Linked DNA regions of Ovis aries: all the other regions are linked to region 2. The links are chromatin contacts, called in public Hi-C maps. All regions are on one chromosome and are shown on one strand. Each heading gives the region's core, a stretch centred on a gene start, on an enhancer-like site or on the middle of the called end of the contact. The rest is flanking DNA. Distances are from core to core; before and after follow the strand shown. Region 1 holds the start of MEI1 (meiotic double-stranded break formation protein 1). Region 2 holds the start of CENPM (centromere protein M). Region 3 overlaps CCDC134 (coiled-coil domain containing 134).

Region 1 (4,281 bases), core at 1,701-4,200, 200 kb before region 2:
GGCTTTAAAACAATTAGTAAAAGAACAGCTTCAATCTGGCCATAATGAACTTTCTACGTCTCCTTGGAATTCTCCTGTTATTGTCATTAAGAAAAAATCTGGTAAATAGAGAATGTTGACTGATTTAAGGGCAGTTAACAAATGTATAGAACCTATGGGAGCTTTGCAACTAGGTCTCCCTTCTCCTGCTTTGATTCCACAGGATTGGTCTTTCATGGTTTTAGATTTAAAGGATTTTTTTTTAATATTCCTTGGCAAATAAAAGATAGAAATAAATTTGCTTTTACTATTCCAGTGTATAATCATGGGCAGCCCGTAAAACGTTATCAATGGACAGTGTTGCCTCAAGGAATGATTAATAGCCCTACACTTTGTCAGGGGTTTGTTAATCGTGCTCTTATTACTGTGAGACAACAATTTTCTAATTGTCTTCTCTGTCATTATATGGATGATCTTCTATTGGCAGCTCATAGTAAAGAGGAACGAGATACATTTTTTATTCATGTAAAGAAAGCTTTAAGTGATTTTAACCTTCAAATTGCTCCTGAAAAAATTCAAACTAAATTTCCTATTTCATATTTAGGTGCTATTTTAAAACGACAAAGAATAAAACCTCAAAAAGTCCAAATTAGACAAGATAATTTGAAAACTCTTAATGATTTTCAGAAGCTTTTGGGTGATATTAACTGGTTACGTCCCATGTTAGGGATTCCTACACATCAATTGCGTCATTTATTTTCTACTTTAGAGGGTGATACTGCTCTTAACAGTCCTCGATCTCTTACTTCTCAAGCAAAAGAGGAATTACACTTTGTAGAGCAACGGTTGAATAAAGGGTTTCTTACTTATCTACAACAGGATCAACCTATATATTTTATAGTGTTCCATACTCCCTATTCTCCTACTGGAGTTATTGCTCAATCTGCAGTGTTGGTGTTTCATTCCGTCGCCGGCACTCAAATACTGGTTCTCAAGTCATTAGAAGCTGGAAACAACAAGGAACTGTTTGCCTGCTAGTGCCTAGGGCTTCCCAGGTGATGCCTGTGGTAAAGACCCCACCTGCAATGCAGGAGATATAAGAGATGTGCATTCGATCCCTGGATCAGGAAGATTCCCTGGAGGAGGAAATGGCACTCCACTCCAGTATTCTTGTCTGGAGAATCCTATGGACAGAGGAGCCTGGTGGCCTACGGCCACAGGGTCACAAAAAGTTGGACATAACTGAGCATGCACTGTGTAGTCCTCCTGACTTATGGCCTCCAGAACTGAGAGAATAAATTTCTGTTGCTTCAAACCACCAAGTTTGTGGTAATTTGTTAGAGTAGCCATAAAAAACTAATATACCCCAATACTTAGCAGCTTAAAGCAACATTAAACATTTTTTTTTTTTTTTTGCCACACCATGCAGCACACAGGATCTTAGTTCTCCAAGCAGGGATCGAACCCATGCCCCTTCATTGGAAGCCGAGAGTCTTAACCACTGGACCACCAGGGAAGTCCACAGAAGCATTTGTTAACTCATAGCTTCTGTGAGTCAGGAATCCAGGCACAGTTTAGCAAGATGACCTTGACTTATCCCCTCCAATGCTAACAGCTTGCTGGGCATTTTGGTGCTAATTAAATTCTTGTAGATTGACCGATTTGCTTAATATATTTAATAAACCAATTTTTCTTCTTCAGGATTCCTTCTGGGCTCACAAAATTGCAAGTACTGTGTAGCTCTCTGTGAGAGGATATTTTAAGGGGATCACCTTAGAATCTCTGAGAGAAAGGCATCACCTTAGATTGTCTGAGAGAAAAGTGTCACGTAAATTTAAAATGATAGTGCTGACAGTTTTTGATAAAAATCACCGAGATCATTTAATTTTTTAATAGCACAAATAGATTGTTTCCTTTCCTTTGTTTTTCAAGGCTAATAACAGCGCCTTTATAAATGCTTTTCAACCTTCGGCGTGGTGAAGCCGAATTCCTGCAAGTTACAGGAGCAAACATCATCTTTTAGGATTTGAAATAGCTCAACTGGAATTCCATCACATCCACCAGTTTTGTTCGTAGTGATGCTTCCTAAGGCCCACTTGACTTCGCATTCCAGGATGTCTGGCTCTAGGTTGGTGATCACACCATTGTGATTATCTAGGTCATGAAGATCTTTTTTGTATAGTTCTGTGTATTCTTGCCACCTCTTCTTAATATCTTCTGCTTCTGTTAGGTCCATACCATTTCTGTCCTTTATCGAGCCCATCTTTGCATGAAATGTCCCCTTGGTATCTCTTATTTTCTTGAAGATATCTCTAGACTTTCTCATTCTATTGTTTTCCTCTGTTACTTTGCCAACAAAGGTCTGTCTAGTCAAAGCTATGGTTTTTCCAGTCGTCATGTATGGATGTGAGAGTTGGAGTATAAAGAAATCTGAGTGCCAAAGAATTGATGCTTTTGAACTGTGGTGTTGGAGAAGACTCTTGAGAGTGCCTTGGACTGCAAGGAGATCCAACCAGTTCATCCTAAAGGAAATCAGTCCTGAATATTCATTGGAAGGACTGATGCTGAAGCTGAAACTCCAATACTTTGGCCACCTGATGTGAAGAACTGAGTCATTTGAAAAGACCCTGATGCTGGGAAAGATTGAAGGCAGGAGGAGAAGGGGACGACAGAGGATGAGATGGTTGGATGGCATCATCACCGAATTGATGGACATGAGTTTAAGTCCAGGAGTTGGTGATAGACAGGGAGGCTTGGCGTGCTGAAGTCCATAGGGTCGCAGAGAGTCGGACACGACTGAGTGACTGAACTGAACAGAACTGATAAGAGCAAACAGCTTTGAGCCTAGACGTACAAGACGAGTCCTGAGTCCCTTCACCCGCCTTTAGGTGCCGCTGCTCGCCCGAATTGCCAGGTACTCGGTTTACGCAGGCGCGTTACCCTCCTCTTGCGCCTGCGCCGAGCTCTGCCCAGTGCGCTTGCGCATAAACTAGGCGGGAACAGTGCTGTCGCGGTGGAACGCCGGTCGAGGGATGGCTGTGAGGGAGGCGGCGGCAGGCCTCCCCGGGCCCGGCAGGGACGAAGAGGCGGCGCTGCTCTTCGAGAGCGCCCATTACCGGCACGAGTCGCGCTGGCTGCTGCCCGTGTCCCCACGCTGCTGCCTGGCCTGCGCGCTGGAGCTGCTGCCGGAGCCCGGCGTGTCGGTGCGAACTGGGTCCCAGCATTTCCCTCACCAACTAGGCCCTCCCCTCAACGGAGCAGGTCGCTTGAACCTGACTCACCTCCGGGGAAACTAAGCCGGGCCCCGGCCTGGTTAAATTTGGCTCCTACCCAGGCCCGCCCCTCACCCTACCCCGCAGGCCGCCCCGCAGCCTCTTTCATAACGAGGCCCTGACCTTGGCTCTGCGCCTCGTGTGGGCCTACGCTCTCCGCACTAAATCCAGGGCTCTCGGGGCCCTCCAAGACTCATTGGCACGCGTTCCCAGCGTTCCTTCTGCCTTCCTCTCAGCCGTCCGCCCTTTGCTGACCCTCCCCTTCTCCAGGGTCCAGCCTTCGCTCAGGCTCCCTCCAGCGCAGCCTGTGGGCCGGGCGCACACACCGCAGGGCCTTATTCCCTTCCGCTCTGAGGGAAATGTGAGGCGGGGGCGCCTTGGGCTCTGTGGCAGCAGGAATGGATGTTATGGGCAGGCGGGAGTGGGGTGAGGGGAAGACCTTCTGAGAGGCAGAGCCGGCTGGAGCGTGACATTCCCGCTCCCTCAATGTCTGCCCACTTGTCCTGTGAGTTTTTTGTCCATGGACGCCTCCAAGTAGAGTTCGGGAGATAACTTGTTTTTCAGATTCTCAGGAGGGGAATTCTTACCATGGGGTGGGTGGGGAATCAGCTAGATCAGCGGTCCTCAAGGTTTTGCTCTGGGGATACCGTTCCACTTTTTAAAAGTGTTGAGGACCCCACAGAGCTTTTGTTTATTTACTGTGTTGAAAGTAACAAAGTTTAAGATACTCATTTAAAAATAATAGTAAATCCATTACATATTAATGCAATTCTTTTTATTTTGCCCAAAAAATAGGTAACATCCCATTTACCATTTTGACTCTTTTAAATGTACAGTTCTGTGGCATACATGATTTTCAAAATGAAAATACTTTCAAAACAGCAGATAATGGAAGGAATGTCTGTTTCACATTTTTGCAAATTTTGTTAACATCTGATTTAATAGAGGACGGCTGGATTTCTGCGTTTTATCTGTTGTGACATATCTCCTTGGAAAAACTCTGCTGTAAACTCAGTAGAATAACTGAAAA
Region 2 (4,195 bases), core at 784-3,283:
AGCCCATTTCCATTTATTCCTATTACTCATCTGCCTCTACCCCTCAGCTTCTAATTCAAGACTACCAAAAAGTATACAAAATATAACAAAAGTTAAAACACACACACACACACTCCTAAAAGTTCAGTTACCTAAAAATTACTACTATTAGTGTTAGAACATTTTTCTAACTATCTTTCCATGTACAAATGTATACACATTCAGACACTAGAATACAGTAGATGGAATCTAAAAATAGGATAATAGTATTTCCTTTTTTGGTAATGATTGCCATCTTGCTCAAGGAAGGCAATTTTGTCCACATTTTCCTTTAACTCTGATGCTAATTATTTTTTTAATCTTTTCCTATTTCTGAGCTACAGGGTTGAGTTTTTTTTTTTTTTTTTTTGATCTGTCGCATCAGGGTTGAGTTTATCAGTGATAGTGTTTGGTGTTCTATAGCCTAAGAGCCTGGTAAGACAGGTAGGGCACAGATGGACCTATAAACAATCTTTATTTCGAGGGAAAGATGATGTTCTCACTAGGAAAAGGCATCTCCAATTCCCATAAAGGAAATATGCTTTAGATTTGGATCATTCAACATAGACCCTTGGAGCTTATCTTTCAATCGGGGAGAATGACACCCACACATATTCAGTCACCTGACTCCTGCCAGCAGCTGTTTCTACTCCCTATCAGTTAGAAAAAGGAAAGCAAAATATACTTTAGTCACCTTTTCTCCAAATTTGGGGAATATCTGAGTAACTAACTGTTCTGGGCCGAGTACTGCTCAAGGCAGTGGGGCTTCCTCACCAGCCAGCAAAAGTGAAAGTCCCTGCCCTCAAGGGGCTAACCTTGGGGTGGCAGACTGGAAACAAGTAAACAAACACGTGAACAAGGAAATTTCTTTTTTATTAAAAACAACAACAACCACAACCAGCTCTGGCCAGTTTTATTACAGAAAAATTGTACATGGTTTACTTTTCACCCGTCTGCTCGGGCATGCTTCTAATAATACCAGAATCACCTGGATCAATGATAGCCAGTGTGCATCCTCTAGTATTTTCCATATGCTGTGCCCAATTCAATATTATTGCCACTGTAGTGATGGACATCGGTTTTGGCCAACGTGGCATAATATGGAAATTTCTTTAGAGTGACAAGTGCTAGAGGGAAACAGAAAAGCTGGCGTGACAGAGAAGTGACGGAGGACGCTTCACACGGACAGATCGCGCGTCAGGACGGAGGCTCCGAGCGGTGGGTCCAAGCTCGCCCCGCCTGCGCCGGCCTCTCTGGCCTTCCGCTCCACTCATATCCACTCCACCCCGCTCCCCGCTCTCCCCTGCGCCCAGGCCAGCGATCGGACATCTCCAGCGCAGGCTACTTACACCTTCAGCTCTGAGGTGCAGTCCGCCTTGAGCATCGAATCGGCCAGTTGCTGCAGAAGAGCATCCTCCGTGCCCACCAGCTGCCCAGAGAGAGAAGGCGGCCAATGGATCCCTGGATACAGCAGCCCCGCCGCTGGGCCCGGACAGCCGCGACCCCCGGAGCGCGCGAGGCCCTCTTTACCGAGAGGACTACGGCAGGCATTGGTGAGGGTCTGAGGTGTGCACCCGCTCCAGTTCCCCTCACTACCCGCCCCCCTCGCCCCTGAACCCTCCCTGAGACAGCCTCGTTTCTACCGGAGGCCTGACCCGGATACAGGGGGAAAACCACAACCGCGTCTTGGACCGCCTGCATCTACCCTGCGCGCGGGCTCCCGGCGTCAAGAGGCCAGCTAACTCTGATTGGTTCAGAAAGGGGCTCTCCCGCCCACCACGCTCCCGCCGGAGCAGCCCGGGCCAGAATCTCAGAACGCCGCAGAGGGCCTGGCCGCTGAAGCGCGGCCCAGGAGGAAAGGCGGGCGCTGGAATCGGGGCTGCTGACGCCTACCAAGATGGTGGCCGTGTTCAGGCCAGGCAGCCTGTCCAGCGGCCGTAACACCGACATCCCCGCTGACTGACGGAACTGCCGGTCTCAGGGTGCGCGCCGCGCTTTCAAACAGCCCTCTGGCTCGTCCCTAGTGCGTAACCGCGGGACACGTGACACTATCTGGGCGGGGCTTCCTGTGGGGCGGGGCCAGACAGGGCCTTCTTAAAGGAGACAATACCATTTTTCCTTTAAAAAAATTCATCTTTTATTGGGGGATAGCCGATTAACACACCATGTTGTGATAGTTTCAGGTGAACAGAGAAGGGACTCAGCCATAGAAACACATGTATCCGTTCCGCCCCACCCCCCCAAACCCTGCTCCCCTCCAGGCTGTCATATAACATTGAGCTGAGTTCCATGTGCTAGACAGTAGGTCCTTTCTCAGGGGAAGTTTTCCACGGCTGCCCCTAGGCACCAAAGGTGCTGCCTGCGAGACAGGACTTTTATTTCACTACTGGGAGAAAGACTGTATTCAGTGATGTGTTTATTCATTTTTCCTTCACTCATGGTCATTCCAGGTGCTCTTGTTCAGTCGCTCAGTCAGTTCAGTTCAGTCGCTCAGTCGTGTCCAACTCCTTGTGACCCCATGGACTGCAGCACGCCAGGCCTCCCTGTCCATCACTAACTCCTGGAGTTTACTCAAAGTCATGTCCATTGTGTGATGCCATCCAACCATCTCATTCTCTGTCATCCCCTTTTTCTCCCGCCTTCAATCTTTCCCAGCATCAGGGTCTTTTCAGATGAGTCAGTTCTTCGCATCAGATGGCCAAAGTATTAGAGTTTCAGCTTCAGCATCAGCCCTTCCAATGAATATTCAGGACTGTTTAGTCACTAAATCATTTTTAACTCTTTGCGACCCCATGGACTGCAGCATGCCAGGCTTCCCTGTCCTTCACAGTCTCTTGGAGCTTGCTCAAACTCATGTCCATTGAGTTGGTGATGCCATCCAACCATCTCATCCTCTGCTGCCTCCTTCTCCTCTTGCCCTCAATCTTTCCCAGCGTCAGAGTCTTTTCCTATGAGGCAGCTCTTCACATCAGGTGGCCAAAGTATTGGAGCTTCAGTTTCAACGTCAGTCTTTCCAATAAATATTCATGGTTGATTTCCTTTAGGATTGACAGGTTTGATCTCCTTACTGTCCAAGGGACTCTCAAGAGTCTTCTCCAACACTATGGTCGAAAGCATTGGTTCTTCGGCACTCAGCCTTTTTTATGGTTCCAACTCTCATATCCATACATGACTACCGGAAAAACCATAACTTTGACTATATGGAACCTTTCCTGACAAGTGATGTCTCTCTTTTTTAATACGGTAAATTTGTCTCTTCCAGCTCAGTTGACTCATTCCTTGTAGCTGCTCAGAACAAAATCTTGGGTCATTCTTAGCTCCTTTTCTCTGCACCTCACAGCCAATTTCTGGTTCTGTTCTTAAAATGCATCCAGAAGCTGACCATTTCTCACCACTTGCACCCCCCAGTCAGGAGAAGATGCTGGTATCTCTCATTGCGTCTACTGTAGTAGACTTCTCACAGGCTCCCTGTGTCCACACTGATCTCCAGGGCTGCTGGCTAGTCTCATACAGCAATCAGAGTCTTCCTTTTGAATAAGAAATCAGAGCAGGCCACTTTTCTGGTCAAAACCCACTGGTAGTCCCCCTCTCACTCAGAGTACATTGCAAACGCCTTACATGACCTTTGAGGCTCTATGTGTTCTGACCCTTGACGGACTCCCCAGCCTCATCTTCTGTCTTTCTCTCTTTAACACCTGCTCCCAGGGGCTTTCCTTGTGGCTCAACTAGTAAAAAATCCACCTGCAATGCAGAAGACCTGGGTTCTATCCTTGGGTTGGGAAGATCCCCTGAAGAAGGGAAAGGCTACCCACTCCTGTATAATCTAGTCAAGGCTATGGTTTTCCAGTGGTCAGGTATGGATGTGAGAGTTGGACTGTGAAGAAAGCTGAGCACCGAAGAATTGATGCTTTTGAACTGTGGTGTTGGAGAAGACTCTTGAGAGTCCCTTGGACTGCAAGGAGATCCAACCAGTCCATCCTAAAGGAGATCAATCCTGGGTGTTCATTGGAAGGATTGATGCTGAAGTTGAAACTCCAATACTTTGGCCACCTCATGCGAAGAATTGACTCATTTGAAAAGACCCTGATGCTGGGAAGGATTGGGGGCAGGAGGAGAAGGGGATGACAGAGGATGAGATGGCTGGATGGCATCACCAATTCGATGGACATGAGTTTGG
Region 3 (4,456 bases), core at 824-3,323, 130 kb before region 2:
AGGCAGACGATGACTAGCTTTTCCTCATCCGCAGATGGCCCAGGAGCTGGGGATCAGCGAGAAACACTCTGACTTCCAGAACCCATTTAAAGTAGACCGCACAGAGGTGAGCTGCTGGGGCCTGTGGCCCTGTCTGCACTGTGTCTGCAGGACCCTGGGAGGCCAGGGCCAGCAGGACCTGCAGCACCTAGAGTAGAGTGTGAGGGCTTTGGACTTGGAGCCAGAAGTGCCGGGGTCTGGGTCTAACCTACCTCTCACTCACTGGTACCTTTGGGCAAGCTGCTGGCCCTGTCTTAGTCTCAGCTTCCTCTCTGTCCATGCGAGGTGAACCTCAGCTATGGGGGTAGTGAGGGGCTATGAAGACATCCATCCCAGGGCACAGTAGGCACTGTTCATGCCAGGTGAATGGTAGGGAAGCCATGGGAGGTCAGGTGCTGCTTCTCTGCCCTTGAGCCTCTGAGCACCCAGCCAGCTTTCTGTCCCACATTTCTGCACGTGTTCTCATCCTAGAGCTGAAGTGGGCTCTGAGGGCTGGAGGCCGCAGAGGGAGCAGGACAGACAGCAGAGGGGAGGGTGGGGTCAGAGTGGCTGGGCAGGAAGGGCTGGAGGACTGGCCTCCGCAAAAGACAAGCTCTCCCCAAGTGTCGGGGGGTTACCGCTGAAGGTCTAGGATTTTGCTACTGTTTCATGGATGCTGACAGGTTAGAGACATCAGAGTTCATTACAGCGAAAGCAGTTGCTGTCAACCTGGTCATGCGGGTTTGCCTTATTTCCCAAGTCTTGGTTGGTGGAGAGAGGTGAAGCAGAGGGGTCCAGACAGATGCCAGTGGGTTTGTATCAAGTTGAGAAACACCAAGCTTGGGAAATCCACCACCTTTGTAGTGAAACAGAAGCAAACGTGGTCTTTGTTTGTAGGCAGACATTACCTCATCCTTCAAGGTAACTTTTTGTAAGCACGACCTGAGAAATAGCTCAGGTACAGAGGGGTCAGGTGTACCCAACAAGAATGCAGGGACGCTCAGGGCCATAGAGAGGATTCCATACACACTCCCACCACCACCACACACACCAGTCCATCCACCAGCCCTGTGTGTCTTGGCTTAACTATCATTTCTACATGAATGCCTTATTCCACATCATAGTCTGATCAGTAGAGACTAGGACCACGTTTGTTTAGTTCATCTCAGGCTGCTACCAGTCGGACTGTAACTAGCAAGATGAGGCCACGTGCAGTGTCGATCTTAACCATAAGCTCCAGGGTCCTGAACTCAACCAGCTCTGATAAGTCCTGGGGGATCAGTAGAACTTATATTAGAAAATTAGGATGTCATATGAGACCAATCTATTACCTCTTACCACCCACACAAGAGTTCAGACTGAGCTGCTGATATTCAGTGTCATTGCTAGTGGCTACCAGGGCCAGTCTGTGTGTGTGTTCAGTTGCTCAGTTGTGTCTGGCTCTGTGTGACCCCACAGACGGTAGCATGCCAGGCTCCTCTGAGCATAGGATTTTCCAGGCAGGAATACCGAGTGGGTTGCCATTTCCTTCTCCAGGGGATCTTTCCAACTCAGGGATCGAACCTGTATCTCCTGAGTCTCCTGCACTGCAGGCAGATTCTTTACCACTGAGCCATCGGGGAAGCCTCATACTGGGGCCAGTAGGTAGACCCAAAGCCATCTTCATAACGCAGTGGGGAGGCATTCCATGATCCACTGTCTCCCACTTGATTTGGGTCACCATTGCATTGTTTGAGCTAAACAATGGGGGCAGTGTTATCATGGAGTTGTTCAGCTGCCTCAGTTGCCCTGTGTGGTATAACCCAAGGTCGATCAAGGATCAGGACAGGTGGAAGGATCCATACCAAGGTTGGACTGAAACAAGGTTGTACTGGTCTGTGTGTCTGCGCAGGGTTACTTCGGGAGCTGCCTTTGATGGCAGCAGGCAGAACCAAATAGTTCAGCAGTGACCTCGTCTATGTGAATTTTCCTGTCACGTGGTTGAGAATGACACCCTGGACAGTTGGTCTGACTCAACTGCAGCTGCCACTTGGCTTGCACGAACCCTAGGATTGTTTGGCCAGGCAGCAGTGCTGGCTGTAAGGGACAAAGAGAATTAATTGTTCCACATGCCTCCTGGGGGCTAAGGCAGTCCCTCCCTAGAATATTGCTGCAAAATCAACATGTCACATCCCAGGACCTATAATTTCACTTTTCTCCAGTTATTCCGTACTTTCACTTAGACTTTTTGTCTGAAAGGGTTAGAAGTGAGTGGGACAAGAGCATTTTTTGCAAAATTTTCACAGACACCTATTTCCCATCTTGGCCCACATGGGCCACTACAAGGGGACTTGGCAAGGACTGTGCTTAGCCAAGTGGTCATTATTATTTTTTTGGAAAGAGGGGGCTGTGCTGTGTAGCATGTGAGATCTTTGTTCCCTGACCAGAGATCGATCCCATGCCTGCTGCAGTAGCAGTATGGACTCTTAACCACTGGATTGCCAGGGAAGTCCCCCAGGTGGTCATTATTCTGATGATCTTGGGCCATACTGTTCCATCCAGGGTCTCTAGGTGGTCGAATCAGAGCTTCAGAGTCCTCTGCTTCATGTCAGTCTGTGGTGGTGGGTGTACCGCCATATCTAGTACAGTGACACGTATAGGTGGCAGTGCCGTCAACCGGGCGGTGTCAGCTCGATCGGCAGTTTGATTCTGATCAGTCTCATCAGGGAATTGGCTGTGGGCATCTAAACGAGTGACCCAGACTGTCCCGTTGTCAACCATGGTTTGTTTCCACAGGTCATGGCCCCCGAGAGGGATAGCCGTGTGTGACCTGCCAGTTTTCAGCCTGCTTATCTGCCAGACCAGATGGCTAGGACGCTGACAACAGTCAGTAAGAATACAGCATGCCTGGCCGCTAGAAATACCATCTAGGCAAGAGTCACGGCTTTTAATTCAGGTTGTTGTCTTACTGGACTTTATGACAGTTGGTCTCCCAGCGTCATCCCTGGAGCTGGATGGCTGCTGCCGCCCATAGAAACCCACCCCCAGGTTGGTAATTTGCTGGGAGGACTGAGTCCTGTGAGTCACTGGTTAATACTCCTGTGTGTCGTTGTCCTCAAGGCTCTGATTTATTACAGTGCAAGAGATCCACAGTAAAATCAGCAGTAAAAAAGGTAAAAAGGCTCCTGGGGTGAAGTCTAAGAGAACCTGGACACAAGCTTCGATGTGTCTCTCCCAGTGGAGTCACACGGGGCACACTTTATTCCCCCAGCCACAGGTTATGAAAACGTGTGAGAAGCCGTCTGTTAGGAGAGCCCGTTAAGGAGGCAGCACCCAGAGTTTTTACCAGGGACCGGTCACGTAGGCACCCTCTGCCTAACACATACCAAAATTCCACACTCCAGAAGGGAAGCACGTGTTTGTGGCATAAACAACACTTTTGTACGGTTTAGGCGCAGGGCGCCACTCTTATCAGTCAGGGTAATGGAAATCCCTCCCAGAATCCTGGTTCCCAGACACCAGCCAAGGGCCGAGTTCCGAGATGCCAACCAAAGGCTGGCCTTCGACGAAGGCCCTCCAAAGGAGAGCAGTCAGGCCAGCTTGATTAAGAGCACCATTAGCGCTTCATTCAGATGAACAAATCAGTGGAGTTCCTGAGTAGAGGAACCTCTGACTCAAGGTCCCTGTTCAACTAGTGGCTTTGCTTCAGGTGACGGAGTGGGCATTTTGGTTTTTCACGCCAGCATAGCTGCCTCCCCTTCATGTGAAACCAAGATGACACACCCTGCACGGCGGCTTGCTGCCGCCACAGCCCTGATAAACAGCCTGGACAAGAGCAGCAGGGCTGATTGTTGGTGTACCCAGCAGGGACACACAGGCAGGCTCCAGGCCGTGGCAGGTTGCCTTTCCCAGCGTGGGCTCTCATGGAGCTGTTTTCCTGCTGCGATGCTGGCTCTCCTTGCCCTACAGATCATGAAATGAATGCCTCTCCCACAGGAGGTAGACCTCAGAGAGAACAGGCTCCAGAGAGCTGTGATTCAGTGTCATTGTAATATGCTCTGCTTGGATATAGTCATACAGAAGCAGTACGCTTCCCTTCTCATCAGCTGGGGCCAGTCCCAAGATTGTACTCACTTTTCAGTATCCAGTGTAGACCCCTCCGCCAGCAAGGTTCTGAGATGACCTTTTTTTTCTTAAAGGTCATTTGTGCTCTATTACACAGCACTGGCCCCTCACGGAACCTGCATTGTAGGGCTCCTGGGAGGCCAGCCCCTGCCCCCACCCCAAATACCCGAGTCCTGCCTGGCTCCCAGCCCGGTGCAGGGTAGATGGGCTGGGGGACCAGAATTCCTTTCTGTGAAGTCCATGCTGGGCTCAGTTCTGGCCTCCTGGGCCCCAAGGGGCTGGACAGGGTAGGCGAGGTGAGATAGGAGAGCCCCATCAAGTTCTCTGGGGCCCA

The links. A called contact is a pair of places that touch in the nucleus more often than the background predicts.
Region 1: a contact with region 2 is called in a Hi-C map of tail adipose tissue, with 4 times the contacts expected there. The contact joins the promoter of MEI1 here to the promoter of CENPM in region 2. A contact is called at or near these places in 8 of 16 Hi-C or Micro-C datasets (blood, liver, mixed tissues and 2 more).
Region 3: a contact with region 2 is called in a Hi-C map of muscle, with 4 times the contacts expected there. The contact joins the enhancer-like site here to the promoter of CENPM in region 2. A contact is called at or near these places in 10 of 16 Hi-C or Micro-C datasets (blood, hypothalamus, liver and 4 more).

Annotation. Positions count from the first base shown.
Region 1 is chr3:218,585,845-218,590,125 of ARS-UI_Ramb_v3.0, forward strand. It overlaps MEI1 (meiotic double-stranded break formation protein 1), which reads left to right and starts at 2,951. Exons shown (of 30, transcript XM_060413599.1): 1 at 2,951-3,182. The coding sequence starts at 3,012.
Region 2 is chr3:218,783,955-218,788,149 of ARS-UI_Ramb_v3.0, forward strand. It overlaps CENPM (centromere protein M), which reads right to left and starts at 2,034. Exons shown (of 6, transcript XM_004007022.6): 1 at 1,912-2,034; 2 at 1,368-1,447. The coding sequence starts at 1,968.
Region 3 is chr3:218,651,093-218,655,548 of ARS-UI_Ramb_v3.0, forward strand. CCDC134 (coiled-coil domain containing 134) reads left to right here. Exons shown (of 8, transcript XR_006059491.2): 6 at 35-106. Among named protein-coding and RNA genes, the nearest start is that of CCDC134, 7.2 kb to the left of the region's middle. Within about 2 kb of position 2,074, at least 14 of the 54 cell types and tissues checked have an H3K27ac peak or open chromatin away from gene starts, as enhancers often do. A contact at or near this core is called in hypothalamus and muscle, where this site is marked.